Linked DNA regions of Zea mays: region 2 is linked to region 1. Evidence: chromatin contacts called from public Hi-C data. All regions are on one chromosome and are shown on one strand. The core of a region is the stretch at or near the end of the contact, and the rest is flanking DNA. Distances in the headings are between cores, read along the strand shown.

The links. A called contact is a pair of places that touch in the nucleus more often than the background predicts.
Region 2: a contact with region 1 is called in a Hi-C map of tassel, with 1.9 times the contacts expected there. The contact joins the promoter of LOC103645943 here to the promoter of LOC100274214 in region 1. A contact is called at or near these places in 2 of 25 Hi-C or Micro-C datasets (ear and tassel).

Annotation. Positions count from the first base shown.
Region 1 is chr2:9,810,352-9,816,287 of Zm-B73-REFERENCE-NAM-5.0, reverse strand. LOC100274214 (F-box/kelch-repeat protein) reads left to right here and starts at 1,931. Exons shown (of 3, transcript NM_001148586.1): 1 at 1,931-2,044; 2 at 2,167-2,266; 3 at 3,446-5,000. The coding sequence starts at 2,208. The coding sequence ends at 4,805.
Region 2 is chr2:10,598,216-10,604,477 of Zm-B73-REFERENCE-NAM-5.0, reverse strand. LOC103645943 (myosin-11) reads left to right here and starts at 3,536. Exons shown (of 9, transcript XM_020548133.2): 1 at 3,536-3,881; 2 at 4,953-5,052; 3 at 5,696-6,262. The coding sequence starts at 4,981.

The DNA.
Region 1 (5,936 bases), core at 682-3,181:
TCCTTTACTTTCAATATTCTTTTAATTATTACTCCTATGGGCTGAATTTGTATGGAGTATGTGTTTCGCGGGCTAAAATGACTAGGAGGTTAGGTGAGTTAGATTGCGTTCAATCATTAGAGATATGTTACCTTCCTCGGGTATACAATCCCTAAAAATGAAATTGTTGTTCCTATTCAACTAAGACCTATTTGATCTACCACAATAACCCAAAGTGTATAAAAATGAAAGAGTGTGCAACTTATTTCCTAGATATGTACTCTATTGTAGTTATTATCCTATAAAAGGTGTAGAGCTCTTGTAATATTTGATTAATCATGGAGGAAATGTGTAATGATTCATGGCTCGTTTGGATACCACGAGCTAAAACAAGAGCTAAAACAAAAGTGACTTATAAGGTAAAATCCAAATAGAGAGAGCTAAAAGTGATTAAAATGATAAAATAGTATCATTTCAGTCACTTTGAGTTCTTACTGATTAGATCCTAAAAAGTAACTAAATTTTAGTCATTTAGCTTTAGCTCATGGGATTCAAACAGATCCCCACAATTGATGCAGCTTAATCGGTATGTAGTAACATGTAATCGAATATTTTGTGTTGTCGTAACTCACAAGCATTGTATTAGTTACAGTTAATATTTCACTATATCATTGCTGGTGGACCAATGACACATCAGATAAATGAGTATAGAGGTAGCAGTGTAATTTCTTATGGCTAATATCCTCTAGTAAGGTTGTCCGTAGCAAATTTTATAAAATTGAGGTATCTACATGGTAGAAATAGGGGATGCGATAGGAGAGATGTCAAAGACAACCTAATGTACATGTGTTTTTATTTAAGAACGGAGTACTCTTACAGAGCTGCTCGGGTATCTCTAGAATTATCTCAAATGGTGTGAAATAGGGGACTTACATGTGCTTTTTATTTAAGAACGAACTACTCCAATGCCATCTCGGGTATCTCTAGAATTATCTCGGAAAATGCTGCCCTGCTAGCCGTATTCTATAACTCTCTCCGGTCAAATCACCTTTGATTATGCGTCCCACATTATTATTGCAAAAGATAGCGCATCAATAATGTTAGCTGCCAGAGCGGAAGAAGAAAACACACACACACACACACCCAGGTCGATGGCACTGCGTTGTCGCTTTTCGTTTCTGTCGCGTTTTAACGTGGGGGGTAAACTATGGTGGTGCTGCATTGGCCCCTACAGGCTTTCGGTCATCCGCCACTTTGGAGATTCTTTTCCAACACCCCCACCCATCTACCCACTCTTTCACTCCGTCCACGTCCACGCCCTGAATCCTAGAAGAGAGGCCAGGCGCAAGTACACTGTGAAAAAACATTCCATTATAACAACAGAAAAAAAAAGAGAAGGAGAGATGGCAAGCCAGCCAAGTACAAGCTCTGCGACGCGTTCAGCTGCTGGATCTATCCACGTACGTGCGCGCCAGTGCATCTATTATCTAAAGATTCTCCCATTTCTGACACAGGATATATGCATTTTTGAAATCGTCTAAAATCACACAGGTTCTTTTTTTATTATTATTATTTGAGTCGCTGCGATGGACATGATGCCTGTGAGCCGCCCAACAGTGCACCGTCCAGATCCATCGAATCGGGTTTAAACAAATTTTTTTTTGCTGGTCTCAAAATACGAGGCAGGAGCCGTCCAATGGGAAGGTGACAGTTTTTGTTTTTTTAACGCAACTGGCTGGTTTTCGAGATAACAGTGGGGGTTAAGCATGGTAACCGAGGTGACAGTAAAAGCGTTAGAAAAAGGGTAAAGGTAACTTGCGAGCCATTTGGCACTCGAGCACCACCCCCCGGGCTTATGCACATGGGTCTCCCTCCCTCTCCCGTCCATATCCACATATATAAATACGCCTTCCCCCCCCCACCGCTCCAGGCCTCGCCCCCCCGTGCCCTCCCCCGTCCCACTGACGGTGGCCCCCACCGCCCGGCCCCGCTCGTCGGCGAGCGCCCCTTCCCCACGCTGCACCGCTGTCCTGGGCTTCCTGCCCAAGAGATCCGCCCGACTCCGGTGAGCTCTCTCGCCGCGCGCCCGCCGAGCGGGCGGTCGCCACATTTTCGTTTGTTTTTTCTTTGGGGGGCGAGGTGACGCGGAGCGTAACCGCTTTCCTCGGTGGCCCCGTGCTTCGACAGGTCGCTCGGAGGCCGGCGAGCCGCGCGTGCTGGGCGCCGGGATGCAGGCGGCCGGCGCCAGCCGGTGGCCCGGATCTCGCTGGCGGCGCGTCTCGGCGAGGTGAGGCAGCTCAATTCTCTCGTGCTCACCTCTTCCGTTTCCGTTCCAAAGCGGGGTGCTGTTTTTTTTTGTTCTTGTCTGTTATTGTTATCTTTTCCCTTTTCACTCATCGGTTTCAGAGTTTGTGCAAACCGTAGTGGCGAGCTGCCAAACAAACTTTACTTTTGCTGGTGGCGTAGTTCCATCTGGTGGAGGTCTGGGCTCTGGAGACAATGGCAGTGAATTCGTCGGGGAAAGGTTCTTGTTTCCTTCCTCCTTTGGGAGGTGGAGTGGGTTGGAGCCAGAGAGTCCCTGATTTTTTTAGTGCATTTTGTTGCAGAGCAGCCACATGGTATGCGCTGTTTTCTGCTGGCTGATGGCCCGATTTCCAGTTTGAATAGGCTGGTATTTTTGCCGGCATCTGGTAATTATTCGCTAGTTTACTCCCTGTTCGTAGAGTGAAGGCTTTTGGCCTTTTGCCTTGCGTCTGCAACAAATAATAATGAATAATGGAATCAGCGGGGCATCATCCGTACATTTTATATATTTTTTCTTCTGTTTTGAGATAATGCAGATAACAGGGATGCGCCTAGTAAATGCCTCTCCGTGTTTCTCGCGCGAAACTTGTTTACGAGTTAAGGCAGTATGCGCATCAAGCTTTGTTAAATCAGGAAAAGGTCGAGTTAGCTTGGTGTTGATTTTGTTTTAATCTTGTCGCATCAGTTTTGTTACAATTGTTGCTTAGTCATGGTAACGACTCATCAAGTGCTTGTTCTTGTGTGGTTTATTAGTTTATTTGTATGGTTATGGTTGATTGATATGATATTTTAGCTGGCTGAATTAGGAGTCTGCCGTGCAGCAGTATTCTTGCCGCCTTGGCGATACTGGTATCAACAACGAAAGAAGAGTAGTTTTACCTCAAACAGAATTTCTACAAGGGAGTATCTTTGAGATTTTTAGCACTGTAGTTTATGATTTTAGTAGATTCTGGATACTGCAAAGCTTCAGATCAGCAATGAAGATATTCCTTAGCAAGAGTTCAAATATGAAGTTGAATGTCTCACTGTGGTCTAGTATCTGCCATTTGTGTGAAAATTATCAAAGAACATCATGCATTTCCTGATAGTTTGTCCCTTGATTTTTTCCAGAGGAGACCTCTGAACTTTCTGACCTCAAGTCCTCGATTTTGTCATAGATCAGACAAATAATGGAAGAGTTACAAGATTGCAACTCAAGAAGCCTGGTTGCCCTTCCGGGCTCTTTGGTTCTGCGTCTCTTTAGGCTGTTTGGCCAGCAGGATCAGAGTTCATGGCAGAAGTACATACTAGCTTACTTTCTGTTGGTCAGGAATGAGTACTTCTCTGGGGAGTCGAAGAAACACTCAGATGTGTTCTGTGATATTTCAGAATTAGATTTCTTTCTATATGCTACAGATTTGGATAGTGAAGAACTTGAACTGAAGGAGCAGAAACCCATTACGAAGGCTCAATCAGGAGGTGATTCAAGTGGCAACAGATCGAATGATTGCTACTTCCCCGGCCTTCATGATGATCTGTCTCAAGACTGCCTTGCTTGGGCAAGCAGATCAGACTACCCTTCCCTTTCTTGTCTGAACAAAAGATTCAATTTGTTAATTAACAGTGGATATTTGTACAGACTGCGAAGGAAATATGACATTGTTGAGCACTGGGTCTATCTTGCTTGTAGCTTGATGCCCTGGGAAGCATTTGATCCTTCACGAAAGCGCTGGATGAGGCTACCGAGAATGCCATGCGACGAGTGCTTCTCCTGTGCAGACAAGGAATCACTTGCCGTCGGAACACAGCTGCTTGTCTTCGGCCGTGAATATACTGGCCTTGCTATTTGGATGTACAACTTACTGACTCGCAGTTGGTCCCCATGCACTCCAATGAATCTGCCCCGCTGCCTTTTTGCCTCGGGAAGCTCAGGTGAGATTGCTATTGTTGCTGGTGGATGTGATAAGAATGGACAGGTGCTGAGGTCTGCTGAATTGTACAATTCAGAGATTGGGCACTGGGAGACTATCCCAGACATGAACCTGCCCAGGCGGCTCTCTTCAGGTTTCTTCATGGATGGCAAGTTTTATGTCATTGGGGGCGTGTCCAGTCAGAGGGATTCATTAACTTGTGGAGAGGAATATAACCTTGAAACAAGGACCTGGAGAAGAATACTTGATATGTACCCTGGTGGAACCAGTGCATCTCAATCGCCTCCTCTTGTTGCTGTTGTGAATAACCAGCTCTACGCCGCTGACCAGTCGACAAATGTGGTCAAGAAGTATGACAAGGCAAACAATGCCTGGAACATACTGAAGCCATTGCCTGTTAGAGCTGACTCATCCAATGGTTGGGGTCTAGCTTTCAAAGCTTGTGGCGATCGATTGCTGGTAATCGGGGGCCATAGAGGACCTCGTGGCGAGGTAATATTGCTGCATTCCTGGTGCCCTGAAGGTGGGGAAGATGGTGCTGACTGGGAGGTTCTCTCGGTGAAGGAACGTGCAGGCGTCTTCGTTTACAACTGTGCAATAATGGGGTGCTGAGTTACCTTTGCTTCAGTACATGCCACTGGTTTAGCAAGCCAACCATTTCTTGCTGCCATTTAGCTGCCCTTTATAATGACTTGTAATTCAGAAATGACACCCCCTCCCCTCATTTCGCGGAGCTCTCAATTGATTGAATGTTTTGTAGAGAGCAAAGAGCATTCAGTTCAGTTTACCTGGAACTACTTTTTTTTCTTCTTCTGTTAAACTCGTTCAGAATTCTTTGTTCTTGTCCAGTACGAATTTTATGCAGTATTCGTTATTCATCATTTTTGCAAAGCTTGTCTGCCCCATTGTTCTGAGACAAATCTAAGGCCTCGATTTTCAATGCACCGTACTTGCGTACTGGTGTTCAGAGATCTTGGGTCAGCTCAAACAGTTCAGGAAGATAGTCAGAAGTCAGAACTTTGTTGTGTATAATACTTAAAAATGTACTGCATATTAGCCATACCTTAATATTATTCTGTACTGATATTCAGAAATCTTGTAGTCAGCTCAAACAGTTCAGCAAGGCAGTCAGAAGTCAGAACATTGTTTTGTATAAATATTCCAGATTATTATGAAATGCATATTACCCATACTTTCATAATATTCTATACGTTGAGTTTTCTGCCCACGCCCAACTTTTTAAATGCAAGAGTTTGACCGGTGTTCTATAGTAGGAAAAAAAAAGGTTCAGTTTGTCAGCTTCGTTTACTTCGCTGGTGGTTTTGCTCCCTCTGCAGAACAAGCTCCTCACTGGCTGGCAGCAGGGAGGGTACACTTGCCAGCGACAGGCGTTGAACTGGAACTCTGCTAAACAAAAGCACAAGCTGATGTGAACGTGAATGTGTGATCTCTGAATAATGCAATGCATGGGGGTCAATCTCACTTTTAAAAAGAGTTGAAGGGGCATCGATTCCGACACCATATGTACGTATATAGTTGGCATGTTGACTCCAGGCAAGTCTCGCGACAGTATACGAGCTACCTGATGACGACGGCGACGCGTTTGTTGTCCGAAATCTCGTGCATTGCTGTGAGGGGGACTTCAGGTTTGATCGGTTCTTGGTTCTTCCTCAACTGTCTGCATCTCTGCGAAAACTCGGAGGCACTTGACCGTCCCTGTGCAGCTGTGCTGTTGAGATGTGT
Region 2 (6,262 bases), core at 2,287-4,786, 790 kb before region 1:
TATTTTTTCAGTACTAAGTGGGTTTATGGTTTTAGACCAATTACATATTCATTAAGCAACATATGAATGTGGTTTCAATGTATGTCTATGTTTATTATCATTTGAATGAATGTGGACGAAAAAAAAGTAAGCTAGAAAAAACTATATATTGGGACGGAGAGAGTACTAAACTTTAGGGATTGAGTTATAAGGAGTTATTTGAATGTATGTCTACCAAGATGTATTTTTATAGCTAGAAAGAATTATATTGTGAACGAACCCTGTGCTCATGCTCATATCAACACGGTTAGTTCACAATGGTGTGTTGAGCAGTTATTCAAAACAAAGTTATGAATAATTTGAAGATGTATTTTTTAATATATAAACCAATATTTTCTTCGTATCGTGCTTGGGCCGGCACGACCCAACCATCGCCCCGCTGTAGCTTTTGGTTTGTGTCGTGCCGTGCCTAAGTTTTGGTATTTAGGCACGGCTCGGCCCAGCCCAAAATTATTCAATATGCCATGTCGGTTCGAAAAAATTGATCCGAAACACGATTGGCTCGATCCATCCCAACTTTCAGCTATAATGGCAACGGAATTGGTGCAAGGTTTGATAGTGTGGACAACTCTAGTAGGCCGTGCAAACGGACGTGCGGAAACACGGTTTTGTAATGTAGGTGATACAAATTATGGAGTGAAATTTGAAATAGTGGGTGAAATAGATAGATAGTTAGTCTGACGATGCTAGGCTAAAAGAAAAAGGAGATTGTGGGATCTGGAACTGGAATTATGTCGTCCACTGACCGAGAGAGAGAGAGATAGAAACAAAAAAAGGTTTTAGAAACTGGGCAACCAACGAATACGTCTTGTATAAAGAATCTAAAATACAGAAGCCTTTTGGGCACATGAACCAAGCTTGGGGTGAGCTACAGACAAGTATACATGCGGCCGTGCACAGTACAGCGACAGCGTCAGCGTCAGCCAGCATGCATGACGAACGGGTAGTATCCGCCGCCGCGGTCGGTGTGGCCTGGGCCGGCGGATTATCGCCCGCCGTCCGCTGCGGCGTGGGCCCCACGAGACCAACCCGCGGAGACACAGAGGCCAGTGGCATGGGGCCGCTCCTCTGATCCTCTCTTTTTCTCCATTTCTATATACTACAATATATTGTTTTTTTTCATGGAGTTTGTGGCTGAGCTGCAATGGCCTGCGCCATTTATGCCCAGTATATAGTGGTAGTACCTGACCTGACCACACAGGCCAGCATTTTTCTGTTCTTCCATGCCATGCCAGTGCCAGGTTGCAATGCAAGCCTCTCTTTTATTTGCGGTGGCCAGCCGTGCCTGCCGCCGATCTGCCATGTGCCATCCATCATCCTAGCAATATATGCGAATACTCGGAAGGTCACCGCAAATTACATGCAAGCTGCGTGACCACACCCCGCACGCCTGAATGTGGCTGGAGTTTCTTGTTTGCTGATGAACTGAGCGATAGGCCGGCTTGCAAGGTAATCCAGACCCTAAAGACGTGCGCACACGATGGAAACGCCTTTTGGAGCGATGCATTATCGATCGACACATTATTTTCCCGCACAGGCAATCCAAAAGCGGAAGGCTTTAATTAAGTGTGGGATCTGTGAAAATGACCTGGTCCGTGGGAACTCAGATTATTCTTGCCATTTTTTGTGGGCCGCGAAAGTTGATACGTATTTCAATATTAAACCAATCTAATTTGTTGGACCCACAAGCATGACTAGATAGAGAGCATACCATATGCAAAATGAAAGAGAGAGAGAAGGATGAGGAAGAAAGAGTTTGGTCGCTTTTTCGCTGAATCGTTCGTCGCTCTACCCTATGTTCTACTGTAGTAGTCATGTGTAGGTGGCCGTATGACTTTCGGTTGACTTTTACCATGGAAATCTTAGAGGGTCCTTGTAACCCCGAGCTACAAAATCGGTTCATATTATGATCTTATGGTAGGTAGTGGACCATATATAGTTTATTTACATGTTATTGCCACACATTAATCTATTACAAGCTCGGGTTAACTAATGTTTGTTAATCCAAATCCGAATAGTCTATAAGTTCCCTCTATGGTGACCGCTTAAATTGCAAAAAAAAAAAAAACAACTTCATTCCATGAAATGTTTGCCAAACATTCCACGTCCACCAAATCCAGATTCACTAAACTAGCGAATCTCAAAATTTGCGAACTTGATAAAAAAAATTAACCACCGTTATCACTAGTTACACAACATACCCCTTTATTCTTTTTTCTCTTTCCCTTCCTTCATCCGCACCTTTCTCTCTCGTCCGTGGAAAAAATCCATGCTTAGGCGACAAAGGCTCTACACTGATCGAATCCTCGCCCTAGACGCCACTGACCATGTGCTCCTCGCCTAGCACCCATGTAACTTGGAAAGGTGCGAGTAGTCATGCCCTAGTCGCATCAGCTCGCTATGATGCCTGATCGCACTTAACCTCGATTGAGGCTCTCTCTCCCTCCCTCCCTCTCACTCTAATCGCTTGTACATCTTTCCCTCCATCTCCCTCCCTCTACCCCCACTCCACCCTGTGTCTCTCTTCCTATCCCTCACTTCGTGCAGCCACGCTCGTGTCCGCTCCAACCCTGGTTGACCACACCTTTCCCCCCTCTATCTTTTCACTCTCCTTACTGTGGTAAGCAGCGACAACACCAACCTTGTTGTCTCTCTCCCTCCCATCCCTCAATCCAGCCCACGCAAGCCCTTGCCTTATCACTCTTCCCATGCCCCCTCACTCTATCCAACCCATCCCATGCCCACTCTAACCAGTCATGCATACCCCCACACTCTGGGCAGTCGTGCTTGTGCTCGCCTCTAGGCATGGTCGGTCGTGCCTATTTCTCTCCCTCCCTCCAATCTGGTTGTGCTCTCCCTCGACCTAGGCGCACCAAACTATATTGTGCATTAACTATCAACTATCATGATCGCGCCTGACCAAGTCCTAAAAGAAGTCATGTTTTTAAGAGTAGGAATAAAGAAACCCTAACATTGATAAAGTGAGGCCTACAAGGCTATCTACCATAGCCTTACATACCCCATACTTGAAATTTCACTATGTGACATGGTGCAATCTACAATACAAAATTGTGTATTCACGACTATATACACGATGGACGACAACCTAAAATAAAATATTCTATTTAAACTAAAGTAATTAGATTTTATAGTACTAGAACTGCTTCATTAATTTTAGGTGCACATTTACTTTTTAAGGAGTAGACCCGTTCAAAATACCATAAGAGCCCATTTGGAATGCAGATTTTTTAGATGAATTATACAAGAATTTCACAGAAATCAATTTATTTTTATAAGAAAAACACTGGAAATGAGAAATATTCCCACATTGCAAAGAGCCCCAAGCCTGTTCTTCCTACGGAGCGAACCCACCCCAGTCCCCACCCACACATTTATTTTTCCTGCATGCTGGCTACTCGCGAGAAATGTTTCGTGCACTTCCAAATCTGTGTCGAATCCACGTCAGCTCAGTACTGGAATGCTGAGGAGGTGAGCTCACAGGCCGGTGAGCCCAGCAACCCCTCCGGCACTGCATGCGGGTCCCACCCGCCGGACGCGGCAGCTCAGCCAACAGCACGCATACGCATACGGCATACCGCAGCACCGCCAGCAGGTTACATATAAACCCTCCCACGACGGAAGAAACCCCCGACGAAATAAAAAGATTCTCTCTCCTTTTCTTTTTCTTCTCTCCACCCGCTTCTCTCTGTTGATTTCTGGCCGGGGTTGGCTGGCTTGGTTCTCCTTCTGGCTGCTCGCTCGCCTGCAACCGCCAAGGGACAGGAAGCAAGAAGGATTGGACCGCCGTCCGCCGGGACACCTCTTCCTGATCCAAATCCAAGGTGACTTATGTTTCTTCTGACTGGATTGGATGGAGAGGTTCTTTTGTATTGAAAACGGCCAGTTTTTTCTTCTTTTTTCTTCCATTTTGATTCTTGATGAGTCCGATTGCGCTCGGGGTTAGCGATTATCCACCGGCGATTCCCCGTCTGTTTTGGTTCGGAGGTCCTCGCTTCGCTTCGCTTCGCTTCGCTTCGCTTTGCCCGTCTGGACACTGGAGCCCTCTGTCTGGAGTCGCCGTGCCACCTCGTTGGCGTTTGGTTCTCGGCTTCTCCGATGCGTGCAGCGTGCTGGTGCAGCCGGAAGCTGCCAGGAGGAGTGCTGCGCCTCTCTTCGTTTGCCTCGTGCTTCCCTGCTTGCTTCCGTTTCCTTTTCCGGTGTTTCGATCGATCAGCCACCTTCAGTTTCCTTTTCCGGTGTCTCGCCCCGATCGGATCGCTCTCGCTCCTCTTTGACTTCGCGGGCGCTGCAGATGCCATGTCCCCGCTCAGGGTAGGCAGTGGAGGGGACGAGACGGTCGTGGGGAGGTTGGTGAGTCCGGGCTGTCGTCTTTGTCTCTTGGCTTTGCTTTTTTTTTTTGTCCTTGTTTGGTTGCTATGCCTTGCTGTCGATCCTTGTGTTTGGTGCCTGCAATCTTGTGCTTCAAGGGTCAGTGAGCTAGCTCAGATCAAATAATCTAACGTTTTCTTTAAAAAATCTTATCTGGTCGTGCGCACAGCGTGTTCATCGATGTGTGCGGTCTTTTCAGTCTGTTCTGTGAGCTGAGCGCCTTTGCACGGTTCAGATTCACTCGATTTTCCGATCCAATTTCGAGTTGTTGGTAAGTCTTGGCATGAGTAGGAACCACCTAATCCTTTCCGAGCACCAGAATGATTTTACTTTACACTGTGGACACATTGGATTCTAGCCGTGAACTTTATCTCTGTATCCTTCATCGTCCAGGCTGTAAAAGAAAGCCCGTTTTTTAATGCCGTTGGACTGGACTGAGTTTCTGCCTTGGATTCTACTGTTACTTGTTTTATGTATGATTCGATTCAGGAATTGATGCTGGTGATTCTTGCTACCATTTGCAGGGACGGACAGCTAAAGTAGCTGTGGAATATGGAAGTCGAGCAGGCCGCCGAAGTAAGCGCTCCAGAGACGGCTGATCTTAACGTGCCTGCTAAGACGCCGGTAAGAAAACATGCTATCCCTTACTAATGCCCACTTAGCAACTTGAGTATTGTTATGGGTTTCCTACTTACTATGTTTGACCGAAGCCCCTTGCTATAGCTTTGCTAAGGCCCTGAGAGACACACATTTCCAATAACTGAAAACATTTAGCTTCCAATACCTGTCATGCACACAAATCGATGAGGCACCAAAAAATATCTAGCCGAATCATATGTATATGGGGTGTTTGTCATGCTAAGCCTGTTTGGATTGATAAAATAACTTGCTAGCTGCTATGCTCCAAGTACCTTGTGTTGATCTTCATCTCTCTGGTATCCTGGTTACATTTTATATATGCATAATATGAAAATTAATGTGCTGCGCTGTGAACACTGCAATGCAGGTTTCAGGATTGGTTTGTTGGGTTAAAATAAAAGGTCGAATGCAGTTTTCAGTTTCAGGTCATAAATATTTGCATCCATCGCATTAACAAGGTTATAGAAAAGGGTAGAGATTACAAAAAAAATACCAGCAGAGCTAAAGCTTTTGGGCAAAGATTAGTATAATTCCCACACTGTTATTATCAAAGTTTGCTATTATTTTTTTCTTTTGAAAATTGATGTTCCAAAGAGATCACTGAATTTTTACAATGCCATTTCTGCAGGCACACGATGATGATAAAGAAAAAGTACCCAATGGTAATACAAATTTGCAAGTCAAGGAAACACACAATGATGAAGACGATGGAACTGGATCTGATGGGTTTGAACTGATAGATGTGAAGGAAAACTTTGACTCAGCAAAAGTGGGGGAAGAAATCGCTGCTTCAAGAAGTACTACGGTTGATACATCTCCTGTTACAGAACAAAGTGAAACACAAGAAGAAAAAATAACAGCACCTGAAGAACAATCAGTTGCAGCAAACACAAGACATGTAGAGTCCTCAATGTTGAACCAACAAACAGAACAGTTGGAAAAGCTGACAAGGCGTATTGAGGAGCTTGAATCTGAAAAAGATAAACTAGTAAAGGACTTGACAGAAGCAGAAAACAAACAGAGCATGCACTACAGTTCTCTACAAGAAGCTCAAAGCTCTCTTTCTATGAAAGATAAGGAGCTGGCTGAAGCAACAGAGTCGCTGAAGGAGCTGGGTTCTGAGCTTGAAACCTCAAAAAAGAGGGTTCAAGAAATTGAAGCTGAATTGGATTCATCAGCAGATAAGCTTCGTAAA